2 separate regions of the Bombyx mori genome follow, and region 2 is linked to region 1. A link is a contact called in public Hi-C data. All regions are on one chromosome and are shown on one strand. Each heading gives the region's core, a stretch centred on a gene start, on an enhancer-like site or on the middle of the called end of the contact. The rest is flanking DNA. Distances are from core to core; before and after follow the strand shown.

Region 1 (5,820 bases), core at 1,557-4,056:
AAAGAGTTCAATATATATAAAAAAACAGACACATAAATTTTGATAAAAAATAATAATTAAAATGAACTGCGTTATAATGTTCATAAAATAATTGTGAATTGCTCAACAAGTACGAAAATCTTGTATAATTATATGCAACACTAAACTGTTGTAAAATGAATATATTATCAAATTTTTTCTACGTACATCGACAACACTGAAACCGCGACCTTTACAACTAGTTACACAGTGTATTTTTGTTTGAATGCTAATTGCGTTTCTGATGCAATCCAATTTTATATTGCACTTCAATTAAAAAGACAGTTAATAGTGATAAAAAGAGGATCTGATATTTATGTAACGAGTTAACTGCGTGCCGGAACAGTTGGCTTGCACCCAGATCTAAATTCGGCGATCATGCTCTTGACCCCGGCTAAGATGCTACACCGACTGAGGAGTTTTCAAAATTCGTGTCCAATTTCGTTTTTTAAATTTAACCTTCAACCTTTCTGACAATCGATGCTGTCGCAAACTTTATTAATTCAATCTTACTTTATACTAATATAGTTTTAGAAGCCGAAGCTTAAAGAAAGCAGTAAGTAAAAAAAAAAAACAGTTCTAAAAATAATCGTATTAATGGACGGTATTGTATTGATAATGTAGCCTTGCAGTAGAATGCAGCTGAGAAAACGATTTCAAACAAAATGTTTGAAACTAACGAACAAGAGATGACGCTGTAAATTTTACTCGACAGGATCTATTGTCAGCGAATGACGAAGGAAGATTAAAACATTTTCCTCAAATAATAACTATCGAAGCCTAAGTGATCTCGAGCGTTTTAAAAAATCGAGGGGAGACCTATTTTCCCGCAAACGAACGAAAACACCTTTTCAATCCTTCAATGGCCTAACGATGACGGTAGGAAGGGCGAACCAACTAGCCGTGGCAGTTAATGGTATTGTAAGACAGAAAAAATACCGTGATCGTAGTACAATGGCGCAAAGAAAGATTAATCGTTGGTTTGAAACGCACACTCTCCGCCGTACTAACCAGTGCTTCAACAAAATTAATCATTTTAACGCGTCATTGTCGCTCCGTCTCCTCCCACGCGTGAAAACTTCCTCGCTAATTAAATTAGAATTAGGGAGGGATTTGACAGATTGCGTTCGAATTTTTCACTCGTACATCTCCAACGCATTTCTGTAACTGCCATAAAATCCGTGCTCTTGATTAATAGACGGACGAGAATGGATACGCTACCTACGACGGAGATAACGAAAGAAGGATCCCATAAAGCTTTCAGAAAGTGTGATGTAATCTCGACGGTAGTTTCCATAAACTTAATGGCCAAGTATCACAGAACTTACATATCGCTGTTATAACAACCCAAGTTGGCATATTTGTTACCCCCTCAGTCAGCATATTCGCGTGGAATGACCGCCAATTTATGTGAAAACTTCCACCGATCTGGGCATGACCTATCTATGGAAAGGAAACTTTTCACTCGTCAAGCTATCGCGCGCTCCGAAAGAACGCAAGTAAATATGCCAGGTTAAAGTTTTCTCCCGTAAACTTGTCCGTTGGGGAGCGATGCAGCGATGTGTCAATTTTTCGATTGAAATATTGCAAGTGCGCGGAAACCAAGGAGGACGGTCGACGCCGTGATTTCCGACGCATCGCACTGTGTTCACATTCAAATTGTTCACAGAACTCATATTTTAACGGTGAATGGATCTGAAACGGGCGAATCGAAATGTATCTATGCATGCAACTTTGTGCGTTACGAATTTGTTCTGAAAGAAGGTAGTTGAAATTTGTCTGGTTCCATTTTCTATAAATTAATTTAAGCTTATGACCTCTCCGTAGTTTTTATAATGAAACAATGCTTAATTTATACGGATTTCGTTTTTAATATAATCACATAGGTAATTGTTTAAAAAAAAAAGAATTTTTTTTTATATACATTCCAGAAAAATATATATCTAAATTATTAAGGTGTAGTGAGATATGAATGTGATTGATACATCTCAATACATAACCTAGTTGATGACGTGCCATTCCCGACGTATCACGGATAAGTAAAACATGCCACTTAACAAATTGTCAAGATTACAGCAATTATTAGATTGGAACATTTCTAATAGAGCGTTTGCTTGATTTTCGGCTTTATTTCAGGGGGAAAAGCTCTAAATTTAATTGAAGTTGAATCATTTATGAAACCAGTGGAAAATATACCTTTCAACTAATTGCAACGATTCTTCAATTACTATGCTGATAAAGTATGATTGAGTAATTTTAGTAGAGTGTGTAATAATTAATTAAATTCACGATTTATTTCAAAAGTACCATTTTTAGATTAGGTCGATTTTTTTTTTAATGGTATAATGATAATTAATGTTCGTGCTCCGGATTAACGGTCTTATTCGTTTGATTTATCTGGGGTTTATGAACCCGTTACAAGAAAGCTGTTAATGTTATCTTATTCACAATTTGAAAATAGTAAGAATTGTATAGATAAACAAAACTTCTTTTAAAGGGTTTATATAAAGCTCTGACAACTCATAATGAATAAGGCCATAGTTGAATTATTGTATTGTGAGTATTTCATTAATGCAATAGAATAAACTAAAATTTTATTAAAAAAAAAATATATTGCAAAAACTCTCAATTTATTAATTACAATTAACGAATTAGGAAAAAGAAAAAAAAAATTAAAAAAAGCTACGGAATTGCGAAAGTTCGCTACAAGTCTACGATCGTAGCTTCTACGGCGTAGTTCCTCATAAAACGAAGCTCCAAGGACGGTCTACGTATTATACTAGATACGGCCTATAAATGAATGGAATACTACATACGGCCAATAAATACAAGGAAAACATTATCCGTGATTTTATCCGGTGATACGTTCGGAACTGGAGCAGTAGTCGTATAAGTTTCGCTTTGTGATAAGATAGGTGGGTCAAGTCTATGTCAAGCCGTTCTGTATTATATTGTTTATGTTGACGCATAATGGAATATTTCGGTATTAAATACTGCTGATTTTATAGTATAATTATTAGTAGTCAATCAAGTAATTTAAAGTCGGCGATACCGTGTTTTATAACCGAATTAATAAAGTACCTACTATTTTCATTAGCTAATGGCGTAGGTCACTGCTTTTCTTAACAAATATATATAAGAGTATTGGTAGGTATGATAATTACTATTATCTTTCTCTTGCCTTTATTAAAATAGGTAGAGATAGCATACGGCAATATGTGGATACGCGTTGAGATTTCACTTACTATAACAGCTTAACTCCCAGTTTTACTAGTGGTTGCCAATGTGACGTCATTCCCCTTTGGGCATATTTAACATTGGACTGGTAAATTGGAATAATGATCAGGAAAAGATTTTAGTCAAAAAAATATGATAATGTCACTATTACTGACGGCTTAGAATAATGACAAAATGTAAGCAGCAACATGGCTACCTATTTTTTTGCTAAAGTCCATAAGCAACAATGGTCACATACCATTGGGGGATGTATTGAATCTGCTTTCAAAATAAAATAAAAATAGATCTATATACAGGTAGAAGCAGATTTTACGACTTCACATTCTGATATATTTATTAGGATATAGCCTTTATTCGGGATATTCTTGAACCTATTGCATTTTTTTTCTAGCTGCAGTTCTATTTATCTATTAGTAATCAATAAAGAAGTTTCTTAGAGTATTATTAAGTCAGCCTTTCCTAGGTCTGTCTAGACCTTCAATGCGCTCATTAGGTACTATAGCGAAAATTTTTAATTCTTACGAAAGATTCGACTGAGGTTCGATTTATAATAACGAGTAAAAACTCTTCGTATGCCTAACCCTAAATACGCTTCATAACTCATTTCGCAAAGTACTTTTGTCACTTTACAATACAATACTCTCGCATGTTCAAAATGTACGATCGGTGTCGTTACGTAGGCGTCCGTGCGTCGCGTCGGCAGGTACGTCGGTGGCGCCACATGGGCTTGTGCCAGATTAATGGATCATTGCCCCCTCCCCTTCACTCCTCTCTTACTCAACTAAGCTACTGTACTACGCTGCCCTTACTATACACTAGTCGGGTCGTATGTGACAATGACTCGTCGAGATCTCGGTCAGGACAGAGCGGTTTATCGTGAAACATAATTCCCCATTAACCGTGAAATATAGTATTCATTTATTTACTCTTTTTGACCTCGAATTGTAGATCGATCCGTTTGTTTTCTCAATTCCTTCCGCCATCTATAAATTTTTACTCAGGTGATTACTGTCGTAGAAAAAAAAACGTACACAAACATTGTTTACGTATTTCCTCGTATTACAGTTCCGTGAATGGAACAATCTTTGAATGAAGCTAGAAGAGTCTAGGCATAAAAAAGATTTGGCGTTTTTTTTTTTATTGCTTAGATGGGTGGACGAGCTCACAGCCCACCTGGTTTTAAGTGGTTACTGGAGCCCATAGACATCCACAACGTAAATGCGCCACCCACCTTGAGATACAAGTTCTAAGGTCTCAAGTATAGTTACAACGGCTGCCCCACCCTTCAAACCGAAACGCATTACTGCTTCACGGCACCGCGCGGACTCACAAGAGGTCCTACCACCAGTAAAGCGTTCGTCAAGCATGATTACGCATTAAATTCAGTGGCGTAAAAACTTTCGCGATTCATTTTCTTACATGTTTATAACACGTAAAATTTACAAAAATTTAAGTATGGGCATTTTTTGATGCAAGGAAAATTGTCGATACAGATAGCGTGATTGGCCGACTGTCGCTAACATAATCCTGAATGACCTTCGTTTTAACAAGCGGCAAACTTACATTTATGCTCGATAAAACATTCGAAACGGTTACTCGTAAATCAGGAGTATCGAAACTTAGCTGCCGAGCACTTAAAGTTTAACAGATAATAATAACTGGCATAAAAAGCGGCCTCCGTCGGGGAAAGAATAAAAAGTAATGTGCCAATAGTGGCGCTATGAAAGGGCTAAGTTGTGAGTGGGTAAGTTTTGAGGAATGTTGTAATGAGGCGCGCGGGACAATCGATAAATTTGAATGTTCCCCGGCGCCGCCCACCGACTTGCAACTTTTTTCGGCAGCGAGGGAGCGAGCGCCTCAATGACGCCACTTCATTATGCTTTACATCCACGGAGCTCGCTATACTATGTGGAGCTACATCATCGTTATCTCAATAGCAAATCGATACTAACGGACACATTAGAATCAATTTAATATTACTAATTATTATTGAGTTAGAGTTTGTAAAGATATTACTTTTCGAAGTGTAATGCAATTCTATGTCAGCATTGATTAAAATTAATAGCTGCAAACCATTTTCCAGATAGTTAATTATCATTCCTAGCTTCCGTGGGAAGTTTGAATCAAATTAGTAAGGTCTAGTCTAATATAATAAAGTTTTAAGGTAAATGCAATATATAAAATGCACATTTTTTATTATCCAAAACTAGAATGCAATTAAATTGTTTCTTCATTTTGAACGTTAAGAATAAAAAAATTTAATTCATTTATATTATATTAGAAATATATTATATAGTACGAACTGCGGAAGATACCTATAGAATAAACAGGTAAGATAGGCCGGATGCGGAAGTGATAATCTTAAAAGTTAGATTGACATAGTTCTGTCGTATAAACTACGTAAAGTTACAATGTCAGACAGGAATATGTATTCGTGGCCTGATTTATAGAACCTGGCACTATTTCAACTGATAATTGGGACGAAATTCGTAAAAGAAACGTATAAAACTTTTATGTTATGTGTCAATATACCTTTTATCGTATGGTAATGGTTTTTGAAAATTA
Region 2 (5,728 bases), core at 2,466-4,965, 92 kb after region 1:
ATCCCATTGATAATTTCAGTCACTTCATTTTCTTTTAAAATTTAGGACACATACAAAAAAGCAGGAGATGTCTTAATTTGGGCGACGTAGAGGCTTATAAAATGCGCGTGCAGACTTTTCCACATAGCATTCATTGGTTACGTAGTAAATGTATTGTTTATTTATAATTTTTGTACGGTCTCCGTGGCCGAGTTACATCCGTTACAGAAAGCGGTCAGACTGGAATGTGGTTAAGGGTAGATCGGAAGCTGATGTGTTATGTGGGTCTCGTTTGAATTATATTATTGGTATTGGGTAATGATATTCATAAATGTTTTGAATGTTTCGAATACTACATAATGGGCGGTCACGGAAGATTTTTCCATCACTCTAGTCGAATTAAATAAAGTACTTAATGAAAATGAAATAATGTTTGTGATTGTCTATACGATTCGTGCAGTAATCATGATTGCGTTTCTCTAGTTAGTTGTACACTAACTTTAAAAAACTTCGGCCTTATTAGAAGAATAAATTATAATTAATGCAGATTATACCAGTATTCTTTTAAATAGTAAAAAGTACAATTTCAAGTATTATAATATAATTTAAGTACTTAACAGTTGGCTATGGTAGACGACGTAATGGCCAATTTAGAACAAATAGCGTAGAAAATTGGCTGATATAGAATTAACCAGGCAATACCTGGTTGGATATGTATTTACTTGAAATACTAGTGTGGTATTAAGCAAATTTAACACAATGGGAAAGTTTTTTAGAGACTGATTTTTTTGGTTTGATTTCTTTTTAATGTACGATCTGATTTTAATTTTATATGTGAATGTTTAATTAAGCCACAAAGGGCAACATAAACATTTCGTCACTAGGTAAATGTACGAGGGCAAAATATTGTTAATAATTATGTACTTCACTGAAACCTCAGATTTATTTCGCACTATTTAATGTATACAGAATGCATTGGTCATATATATGTATGTGGAGATATCAATTTTTCCTTGTGTATTTAGTTCTACGCTTCTAACTTTGTTGTTTATAGTGCTCCAATTGTCACGGACGTTAATTCGATGTCGTGTGTCAGAATTAAATTAAATTTATACGAATATATATCCAAAAGGAAAATTATTAAAATCTGAACTACTTGTTGGGTTTATTATACTCCGCGTACCGATTAAAACTGGAATAGCTATCTATCTATACAGCTTCTAAAAGTTATTTTATGTAAACATAGCCTCCGGCAAATTTGTCTGGTCAGCCTATTTTAATATCGAACCAACCTCATTTTAGAAAATAAACGTAAGAATATATCGTTGGCATTATGAAAAAATGTACCCAAGAACTGTTTTTGTTACAGTATAAATTTTAATAATTTATTTTCGTTTTTTCTCAGAAATTCATTTAAATAAGAACTCACAAACACAACTATGTACCTAGTTGTTTAATGTGATTGAGATTCAATTATTCGTGAAGTGTTTTTCTGTTAGTCGAAAAAAAAAAAGATAATTAAGTAACTAAACTAATAGAAAACGTACATTTTTTGTATCGATTCTAAATAATTATGTGTATTGGTTCTTGGTTTATTCACTATAAGACCCATTTTGATTTTTCGTTATATCTTAACGATGTTAATTTAAAAAATAAAATAGTATTTTAGACATTTAACCATACATTTCACAAATAATTTTTTACTCTGGTCACATCACACATTTAATAAATTTCAGTGAAAATCACTGAAGTAGGAAACCTATGGAAATGAAATGTCAACAAAAAATTCGTGCCACTGTGACGTCATCTGGCCACAAAACATGGCGGTTTTAGTGCTGCCCAGAAGATTTGAATGTTAGAAAGGTTTTATCGATAAACGTTCTTGGCTCATTTTATTTTAAATATTGTTGAGTGAATGTATTTGTAGAATTTATACTTTAATAGGAAGTAAGTATATTGTTATGTGCAAAGATGATGTGATTTAGATATTATGTGAAATCTAAGACGAGAACTTATCAAGGGACCGCCTGATAAATAAAAACACCTACAGAACATTTATTCGTTAATAAAATTACAAACGTCATTCCTTGTGACTTCCTCTCTAAAATCACTTTATTTATTTATTTAATAAGTTGCACCAACAAAGTGATCATCAATACAAAACATTGACAAATTGACAAAAGTTCATGGCAGATGTCACCTCAATTATAGGTGACATCTAAATAAATTAATAAATATTTAACGAATTTACAATAGTGTTTTACTCGCTGCGGAATAAAACTATTTTATTTAAATAGTTCCGAAGAGATTTTGTCGGTAGCCTTTTTCCTGAAATATCTAAACAGAATGTCTAAATATGTTTTGATGACATATTTTAAAGAGGTATTTATGATTAGTGTCATGATCAATAGATTCCGACCGAAAAATGGTGTCCGATTTTTCGTATGAGGGCTCCATAATGAATTTAAATATATATAGATAATAGTTTTGGGGCATCGACTTTCTTGAGATCCTATAAAATATGTTTTAATTATTATTTTTGTATGTTTTAAGCATGATAAAATAAGAAATTTTATATAAGCAATCATATTAAATCGATATCAAAGTCAATAAATAATGTACAACCCAAAACAGACGGCCGAACTGACGTGACAATGACATTTGGCGCGCTAAACATGGCGGATTTTCGGCCTCATTAGACGGAGACGGAGACATTTACGTATATTCATGTTTCATTTTATGTACGCACTGAAATACTGTTATATTGTTTTCCTGCGAGTTAAAGTGCTGAGTAAGAACGAGATAGATATATGTTTATGTATGTGCCTTCAAAATGGGTGCTATTTATATAAGCAATTGTACGTATAGAACAATATGTCGTGTCCCTACTATATAGGTCTATGGTGAAAATGCATTGGAGTTGAATGACTTTTGGCAATTTTTGTTCACGTCATTGTATTTTCATCCTGTTAGCACTTCAAAACCTATTTCAAAGATCTGACATGCACAATGTTTACGAAGAAAAAGAATTACGTTGCCGTAAATGTTCTCAGGTTTGTACAGATTAATAGATGGAGAAATAATTTATAGAACAACCATCAGAAACAACACGAGAACATGTTTTCAAAAGAATATGAATTCTAAGAAGAGAATGTTTACAGGAAGGTTTGCTACGAAAAGTAAGCTTTCAGTGGGTAGTCATATAAAAGAAAAACTGTAGAAACTTAAGCTTTATTCGTTGTTACAAAAAATTTATTTTGTATTATTTCCTCGTATTTTTTTATTAGAATTGGGCGCTTTTTTCATGTAGCAAATATAGGTCGCAGTTTTTTTTTCGTATTTAATAATATATTAATATTTCTTTATCGTATACAAGTTTATGTAATAATGTATGATTATTGATGGGTCATACAAATAAGTCGAGGGAACTAGTTACTTGCGTTGACCCAAATAATCAAGCGATTCGCGACCATATCGTTTCATTGGCGGTATGATAGATATTTACCAGATAGATTCTGGTTGGAATTCTTCTTAGAGCCGGCTTCGTCTACCTGCTCGACGTAGTTGTCTGGCCTTGGAAGCGGCCACGTGTTGGATCGCGCGCGCGTCTGTGGCTCGAAGCCAACCTCAGCCAGTTCACCTAATGGTTCCAACTCTGCCATTGTTCCCTCTAGTTCTGACAGCCCCGTCTGAGATGACCAAGGGCTCTGGTAACCGCCGCCTCCCTGAATTGACATTTCGCCGACTCTCTACAACAGTGGAAAATTTTCGATAGGTGTACCGGTTCGAGCGCTCACAGGCGCGTGCCGATATCGGCCGTTAGCATCTTAACGCAATCACTTTTCTGATTTTGTAAGCGATTTCTTTCTATTTCCAGAATCGTCGGACACAGGCCGCGATCCGCAGAGGTTATCTATCTTCTCCTTATCGGCTCTGTTATTCGAAGCCAATAACATGTGGCGTCTCACTAACGTTCATTAACAGCGTTGTACGCAGAGAGTATCGGCCGTCGGACCGTTCCCGAGAGGCGATTTTCGCTAAATATAAGCGCGGACGAGGCGGGGGCGGGGCGCACACCACGTGAGTGACTACGCGCCGATTTTCCAATTCATCACTGGTGGGCTAGAGGCGCGATAACCTTGTAACGTGGCTCAAATCGGCCCGAAACTCTGAATATCGTATCGCCCACGATCGCCACTAGCATCAATAGTCTCGAAGATTGTCGCTGCGCAAATTCGGCTGTCCTTCAGAGTTATAATAACACTGAAACTTTTCCGCACTGATAAGAGCTATCACTGGGTTCTTAAGGCAGTTCAGACGTTGCGTACGCAGTCCTGATACACTTTAAGAATATTAATACACATAAAAGTTAGTCAACAAAAATCCACGCGGTCGGCGACGGTATCAACTGCGTAATAAGCTTTAGTACAGTGCGAGCGACGCGGGAAAACGTCCTCGGCCGCGAACGGTCGCACGTACACTGAACTAAACCGCGACGCGAGGAACGCCGCTCGTGCAAATTCCACTCAGCGGGCGCCGTGCTGGCCGCGGAGAGGCGGAGGGCGGCGGAGGGCGCTACTGCTGATAGAGAGAAGTGGCGTCGTGTGACCGCACTCATAAACGCTTCACTCGCCTTCTATCCATTCTAAACGTGTCGGCGAACATTATTGTCTTATCACATCGTGTACAGACCCCTTATGGATGACCTTGTTCTCCACGCGTGTAATGCACTGACCAATGTGGAACGTATGTAATTTGTGATACCATCATCGCGGAACGCCGCGCTGCGAGTTACGACGCATATATTGTACATTCCGTTCTACATTCGAACTCTTAAAACCTGACTACGTTTTCCGATAGATCCAACTGCGGGATGTGAAGTCAAATTATAATGAAACGTAAAATCACTTAACTGAAAATTAACTGATATTTTTTTCATTTTCCCATGCATTTACCCACATGCCTATATATTATTTATCATGTATGATTTTGACTGTGCTTGTATTTGAAACTGTAGATTTTAACCACGTATTAGTACTTATAACTTATTTTTTCTTCAGCCGGTAAGATTAACTTTTTTATTATCATTCTAGTCACACAGATACACCTCATGGTAAGTGGTCACCATCATGGACAACAACAATGCTAGGGGCCCAGGCAAGTATCTGCTAATGCTACTTCTTCTTCGTCGCTTTCTTCATTACTGAAGGTCGTGTTCCTGAAACTTGACCGTGACCTGTCTCGTGAGCTGTTTCCATCTCGTCCGGTTCTCAGCTTCTCGAATGGTGGTTGCGACTGGCAGCCCAGTTAGGGCGGTTATTTGATCACACCGACAACTAGGTAATCGGCCGTGGGGTCTCTTTCCTTCTATTTTGCCCGTCACAATCACTTTGTCCAAGTTATTTGACTGTCGGCGGGCAATATGACCGAAGTAGCTGAAGATCCTCTGGTAACAGATTGTTGAGAGCTTGACTCGGATGCGAAGCTGATCCAGGATAGATTTATTTGTCCTCTTGGCCGTCCACGGAATTCGGAGCATTCGTACTACAATACTACAACTACTACAGTACTACAATTAAAATATACAATATAGCCTATAGTCCTACATTTAAAACGTTACAAAAATTTTAAAACGCCATAAACCGTGCAAGGACCATCCTAAAAGATTTCATTAGGGCTCAAAATCCGTGAGCGAATCAGGAAGGACCCGTGCACAGAATAAGTGCGGATACTGAGCAGCTAATAAATA

What was found. Hi-C and Micro-C count contacts between places; a contact is called where the count stands out from the background.
Region 2: a contact with region 1 is called in a Hi-C map of whole pupa, with 2.3 times the contacts expected there. The contact joins the promoter of LOC100529235 here to the enhancer-like site in region 1. A contact is called at or near these places in 2 of 7 Hi-C or Micro-C datasets (both in whole pupa).

Annotation. Positions count from the first base shown.
Region 1 is chr9:4,970,240-4,976,059 of ASM3026992v2, forward strand. It overlaps a transcript of DnaJ-21 not described here. Among protein-coding and RNA genes, the nearest start is that of LOC134199343, 36 kb to the right of the region's middle. Within about 2 kb of position 2,807, at least 5 of the 8 cell types and tissues checked have open chromatin away from gene starts, as enhancers often do.
Region 2 is chr9:5,061,276-5,067,003 of ASM3026992v2, forward strand. LOC100529235 (fkhr) reads right to left here and starts at 3,716. Exons shown (of 3, transcript NM_001202535.1): 1 at 3,485-3,716. The coding sequence starts at 3,716. It also overlaps a transcript of DnaJ-21 not described here.